Regions from separate parts of the Mus musculus genome. Here region 2 is linked to region 1. The links are chromatin contacts, called in public Hi-C maps. All regions are on one chromosome and are shown on one strand. The core of a region is the stretch at or near the end of the contact, and the rest is flanking DNA. Distances in the headings are between cores, read along the strand shown. Region 1 has its middle 32 kb from the start of Mfsd11. Region 2 overlaps Septin9 (septin 9).

The links. A called contact is a pair of places that touch in the nucleus more often than the background predicts.
Region 2: a contact with region 1 is called in a Hi-C map of pre-pro-B cells, with 2.8 times the contacts expected there. The contact joins two enhancer-like sites. A contact is called at or near these places in 2 of 484 Hi-C or Micro-C datasets (bone marrow-derived macrophages and pre-pro-B cells) and 1 of 115 datasets of contacts at active chromatin or transcription factors (pancreatic cancer cells).

Annotation. Positions count from the first base shown.
Region 1 is chr11:116,884,739-116,887,438 of GRCm38.p6, reverse strand. No RefSeq gene overlaps it. Among named protein-coding and RNA genes, the nearest start is that of Mfsd11, 32 kb to the right of the region's middle. Within about 2 kb of position 1,383, at least 85 of the 459 cell types and tissues checked have an H3K27ac peak or open chromatin away from gene starts, as enhancers often do. A contact at or near this core is called in pancreatic cancer cells and pre-pro-B cells, where this site is marked.
Region 2 is chr11:117,291,239-117,293,938 of GRCm38.p6, reverse strand. All of the region lies in intron 2 of Septin9 (septin 9), which reads right to left. Among named protein-coding and RNA genes, the nearest start is that of Septin9, 26 kb to the right of the region's middle. Within about 2 kb of position 1,323, at least 48 of the 459 cell types and tissues checked have an H3K27ac peak or open chromatin away from gene starts, as enhancers often do. A contact at or near this core is called in pancreatic cancer cells and pre-pro-B cells, where this site is marked.

The DNA.
Region 1 (2,700 bases), core at 134-2,633:
GGGGGGAGGGGGAATTGAGGTCATGAAACCAGAAATGCACCCATCCCAGGAAGGCCCTGAATGAGCCTCCTAAGCCCTCCTCCCTCCCCCTTTTGCCTCATTCTGACACCGAGGCCCACACCTCAGAGAAGCAAGGCCCCACCCTCTTTCCCCACCTCAGAGCTCCATCTATATCCCCAGCAAGAGCTTGCACCTGCAGAAGCAGGAGATGAACCAGAAAACTCCATCCTGTTCTTTGGTTGGACTCTGCAGATCTAAGGATGGGGGATGAGGGGCAGGGGGCGTGCAGATGCAGAGGTTTGGACCAGATGACACCCCCTCCCCTCCCACTGTTCCTGCCTTGACCCTAGCTCTCCCCATTACTCTCCTGGGGCCCAGAATAGACAGTACTTCCAACTGGGTGGGCACTGGGCAATGGGACCCTCTCAGTGTCCACTCACTGGGCACAGTTTCCTCTGTGCCCATCTCTTTGGTGCCCCGTGGTGGTCTGAGCTCCCTGCAGTGTGGGACACAAGGACTCGGTCACCCAGCCATTTCTCCCAGGTTCTAGCTTGATGAAAGTGACAGTTAAGAACTCTCATCCACAATGACACCTGAGGAGCGACAGGTGGTAACTTGAACCAGAGTTTATCTGTCCCCATTTCAACCACAGTGACAAGGAGAGTATCATTGTGTTTGCAGTTCTGAGCGAGTGTCTACTTTGCTTCTGGACGAGGGCTGAAACCCTGGCTCCTGAGTGTCTCTCTGTCTCTCTGTCTCTGTCTCTCTCTTTCTCTCTGCCTCCCTCTCCCCTCCCCTCCCCCCCCCCCCACGAAGCCAAGGGGATTTTTCTTTGGAAGATGTGGTTCAGGGAGTGGGAGACAGATGAGAGGGTGACCAAAATAACACTATACACACCAATGAAACTCTCAAAGAATAACTTCTGTTTTGAGGAAGGGTCTCACTATGCATTCCTGGATGGCTTAACATTGGCTATGCAGACCAGGCCAACCTTGAACTCACAGATCTGTCATCCTATCTCCCAAGTACTGGAAGTGAAGTTGTGTGCCAACATGCCCAAAAACAACAACAACAACATCCACCTGCCTTTAGACTGTGGGTGTGGCTTAGCGACAGAGTGTTTGTTTAGCATGCATAAGGCCCTGGTTTAACCACTACCTACATAAAACTAAAGCCCAGCCCACACAGAGATGGGAGAGACAGCCACTCATGAGAAAAAAAACCCTTAGACTTGGGAAGACCGGAGCTGCAGTAAACCCATTGTCCCATCTGGGCCCTTGTCAGCCTGAGACAGGTGCTGAGTTTGTTACAGAAGTAGGTGGTAGATCTGGGTAACCAGCTGCACCCCCCTTTTCCCCCCACCCCCACCCCGGTGCTCAAGGGGGAACAGAAACTGCGAAGCAGACAGCTGGCAAGGGATCCAACTCACCTGCAGAGCACCCCTGAGGCCTCCTGTTCCTTAGCAACCTGCTGAAGCCAGCCAAGGGCTTCCGGATTCCCTTTCAGAGGATCAGTCACCTCCCTCCCCTCCCCTTCCCTCCCTCCTCACCTCGCCCCCTCCGTCCCCCCAACCCCCACCCCCGGAGAGGCGGAGAGCAGTAGGATCCCTGTACACGCAGAGGGAGTTCAGGGTGAAGGAACCTAAGTTTCTTTTCAACTGGGTCTGCGCAGAGCCAGAGGATGCCAGGGATCCCCCAGCACCCCCGCGCCCTGCCCCGCACCCCCTGCCCTTCCTCACAACACACACACACAAAGGGAAGGTGTCAGGACAGTCTCCGCTGAACCATTTCACTGGCTCTTCTTTCGGAAAGTCTACCTATAAACTTAGAGATTCACGTCGGGACAACAGAACACATAGGACAGTGACACCTCGGAGACCTAAGCGTGGGAGACTGAAACACAGCAGAGACGTCCCTTAAACCGAGCTATTTACTATGCCGGCTCCACACCTCTTGCATCCCAGATCACGAGTTCAGTCTCGGCCTAGATCCAAAGCTGTAAAAACAGATCGCAAGAGTCGGTTGCCCTCTGCTGGGCATCGTAGGATATGCACCCAGCCTCCGTACCAAGAACTGATTTCTGCACTCTATGAGAGGATTCAAGAGCTGGACAGCTGTGGCTGAGTCTTTCCCCCGAATCATCTGGAATAAATTTGATTTGATTTGGAGTCTATAGCCCAGGCTGGCCTCAAAAACATAGCCAAGGCTGACCTTCGACTCCTGATCGTCCTGCCTCTGACTCCTGAGTGCAGGACTACAATCATGTGCCACAAAGCCCAATTTTTTGTTTTTTGTTTTTGTTTTAATAGCACTGGGGAATGGAAACCGGGGGTCTGAGCATACTAGGCAAGCACTCTACAGCCCAGGTTCGAGACTATCTTGGGTATCTAGACCCATCGACTTGCAGAAGAAAAAAAAAGGGTCTTAAAGTGTATGGAGACCTTATAGAGCAGGCATGTCCACTGCATTTCAAGATACAAGACGGGGCATCCTAGCCATCATAATTCTGGTCTGACCGGAACAGGTCTTTTCTTTCTTTTACGTTTTTGTTTATGGGCTGGAGAGATGGCTCAGCAGATGAGAGGACTGCTCTTCCAGAGAACCAGGGTTTGAGCCCCAACACCACACGGTCACTCGGAATCGTCTGGGATCGTTCTGCGGTATTTGATGAGCTCTTCTGTTCTCTACAGGCACCAGGTAT
Region 2 (2,700 bases), core at 74-2,573, 410 kb before region 1:
TGTAGAAAGGGCTCAGCAGTTAGAACACTGAATATTTCTCTAGACAGCCCAAGTTCAATTCCCAGGAGCCACATGGCAGCTTACAATTGTCTGTAACTGCAGCTCCAGGGGTCTACCGCACCAGGCATGCACATGGTGCACATGTATATGTATGCAGGCAAAACACACACACATAAATAAAAAAAAACCTCCAAAGAAAAAGAAAGCAAGGGCTGGAGAGATGGCTCAGCGGTTAAGAGCACTGACTGCTCTTCCAGAGGTCCTGAGTTCAATTCCCAGCAACCATGTGGTAGCTCACAACCATCTGTAATGGGATCGGATGCCCTCTTCTGGTGTGTCCGAAGAGAGCAATGGTATAAATAAATCTTAAAAAAGAAAGAAAGAAAGAAAGAGAGAAAGAGAGAAAGAGAGAAAGAGAGAAAGAGAGAAAGGAAGAAAGAAAGAAAGAAAGAAAGAAAGAAAGAAAGAAAGAAAGAAAGAAAGAAAGAAAGAAAGAAAGAAAGAAAGAGAAAAGAAAGCAAGATGGATGCCTCCTGAGGAATGACACCAAAGTTGACCTCTGACCTCCAGACAGACAGACAGACACACCACACACACACATACTACACACACATACACGTACCACACACATACACATACCACAGACACACATACCACACACACCACATACATAAATACACAGATACACACAAACACACAACACACACATATACACACAAGACACAAACACATATGCACATGTATACATACACACACACATATATACATACACATACATACACACACAGACACACATGCATACACATACATACACACAAACACACAACACACACATATACACACAAGACACAAACACATATGCACATGTATACATATACATACACATGTATACATACACATACATACACACATGCACACACACACATACACACAACACACACATATACACACAAGACACAAACACATATGCACATGTATACATACACATATACACACACATACACACACACACACACAGAGGACCTTTCTTTACCCTGGCCTACTGAATTCCTGCCCTCCCTAACAGGTTTCCACAGAGCTTTTTCACTCTCACCCACTGTCCTCCCACAAGCTAGCAAGGACAGAGGCTATGAACTGGTCCCCATGGCCCAACCACGTGTGCGGCGTCTGAGCTGCACCCTCACTGGAAGACATGCAGCATCCTTCAGCAGACGTTCCCACCCGGCCCCAGAACCAGGACCACCTTCTTTGTATCCAGCACCAGCTGCAATCAACAGCTGGGCGGGCGGCGGGTGCAGCCACCTATCTCTCCAACCACATCCTGCCTGACTCAGCAGTGTGAACATCTCTCAGGAGGGAGGTGGAGCTGGTGCCTTTGGAGGTCCCAGATCAATCAGGCTCTGTGGCGGGAACACAGGGCACTGGGCCCTCTGCTCAACAGTGCGCAGGGCCTTTGTTCCTTCCACCTGAGGTCTGGATGCTCCGTCTGGGCAACCTCAACCGGGTCAAGTTTAGGACTCAGGGAGAGAAGCACAGACGCAGGCCCAGAAGGACCCGTCAAGGGTTCACGAATCCCCAAGTACTTACTGAGGTCTGACACCTGACATTCTCAAAGGGCTGAGCCCCAGCCTTGTCCCAAGTCCACCAACCATTAGAGAATCAAGGAACGGGGTGTGGTTGGGGGCTTAAAAAGCTACGTGCATCCCCATGACGCAAGCATTGTTTACCAGAACCAAATGCTAGAAGCCAGTCAGATGTACATCAGTGGACGAACTGATTCTCCCCTGAACCAGGGACAGCTCAGTGGTGCAGCACTTGCCTGACAAGCGCAAGCCCACTACAAGGGAGAAAGTGTTCCACTGCGCCTATAACACATTCAGTTTGTTCAAGGAACCGGGTTCTGACACAGGGTCCAGTATGGATGGATACTGAGGCCGCTGTGAAGGCCTTGAGAAGCAAGCCAGAGAGAACGGAGTATCGCAGCCTCACCAGGAAGAAGCACGGGGCTGTCAGACCCGAGGAAGGAGGCATAGGGAGTTGCTTTATGGGGAACAGAGCTTCTGTGTGGGGTGTAGGGAGATCTGGAAATTGCTGGAGGTGGTACTTGTGGCACCACTTGGATGTGCTTAGCAGCGCTGAGCTGCATCCATTAACGGCACCGCCGCCGCCGCAGCCACCAATGCATCTTGCGTGCATTTCGCTACAATTAATGATAGTAATTAAAGGAGTGGGAGCAGATCGTCACCCTCTGCTTCCGGATTTCGGGCACGCCGCTGCCATCCGGCTTTCTACACCATGATGACTCTGTCCCCTGAAGCCGAGAGCCGACACAAACCCTTCCCTTCCTTTAAGCAGGTCCTCGGGCGGTTTTGCTTCAGCAATGAGAAGTTAGTCATCTAGGGAGGAAGGCCAGACTAGAGAGACAGCAGGACGGGGGAACTCCCGTGCAAACCTCCTCAGAAGGACTCACGGTCCTCCTGCGGCATCCTCAACTCTGGGCTTCCACCTGGCACTCAGGCTGTGGTTCCCAGAAGGCCCCCTAGAGACCTAGTGATCACCAGAACATGGCTTATTCCAAGCACTACGTGAGCATACATGGCTTTAGCGCCAACTCCTCTCCAGATGCTCAGGCCTCAGGTCCCAGGATCACATGACAGACAGAGGCCTGGCAGTGGCCACCAAAGGAGCTTGGTACCTACA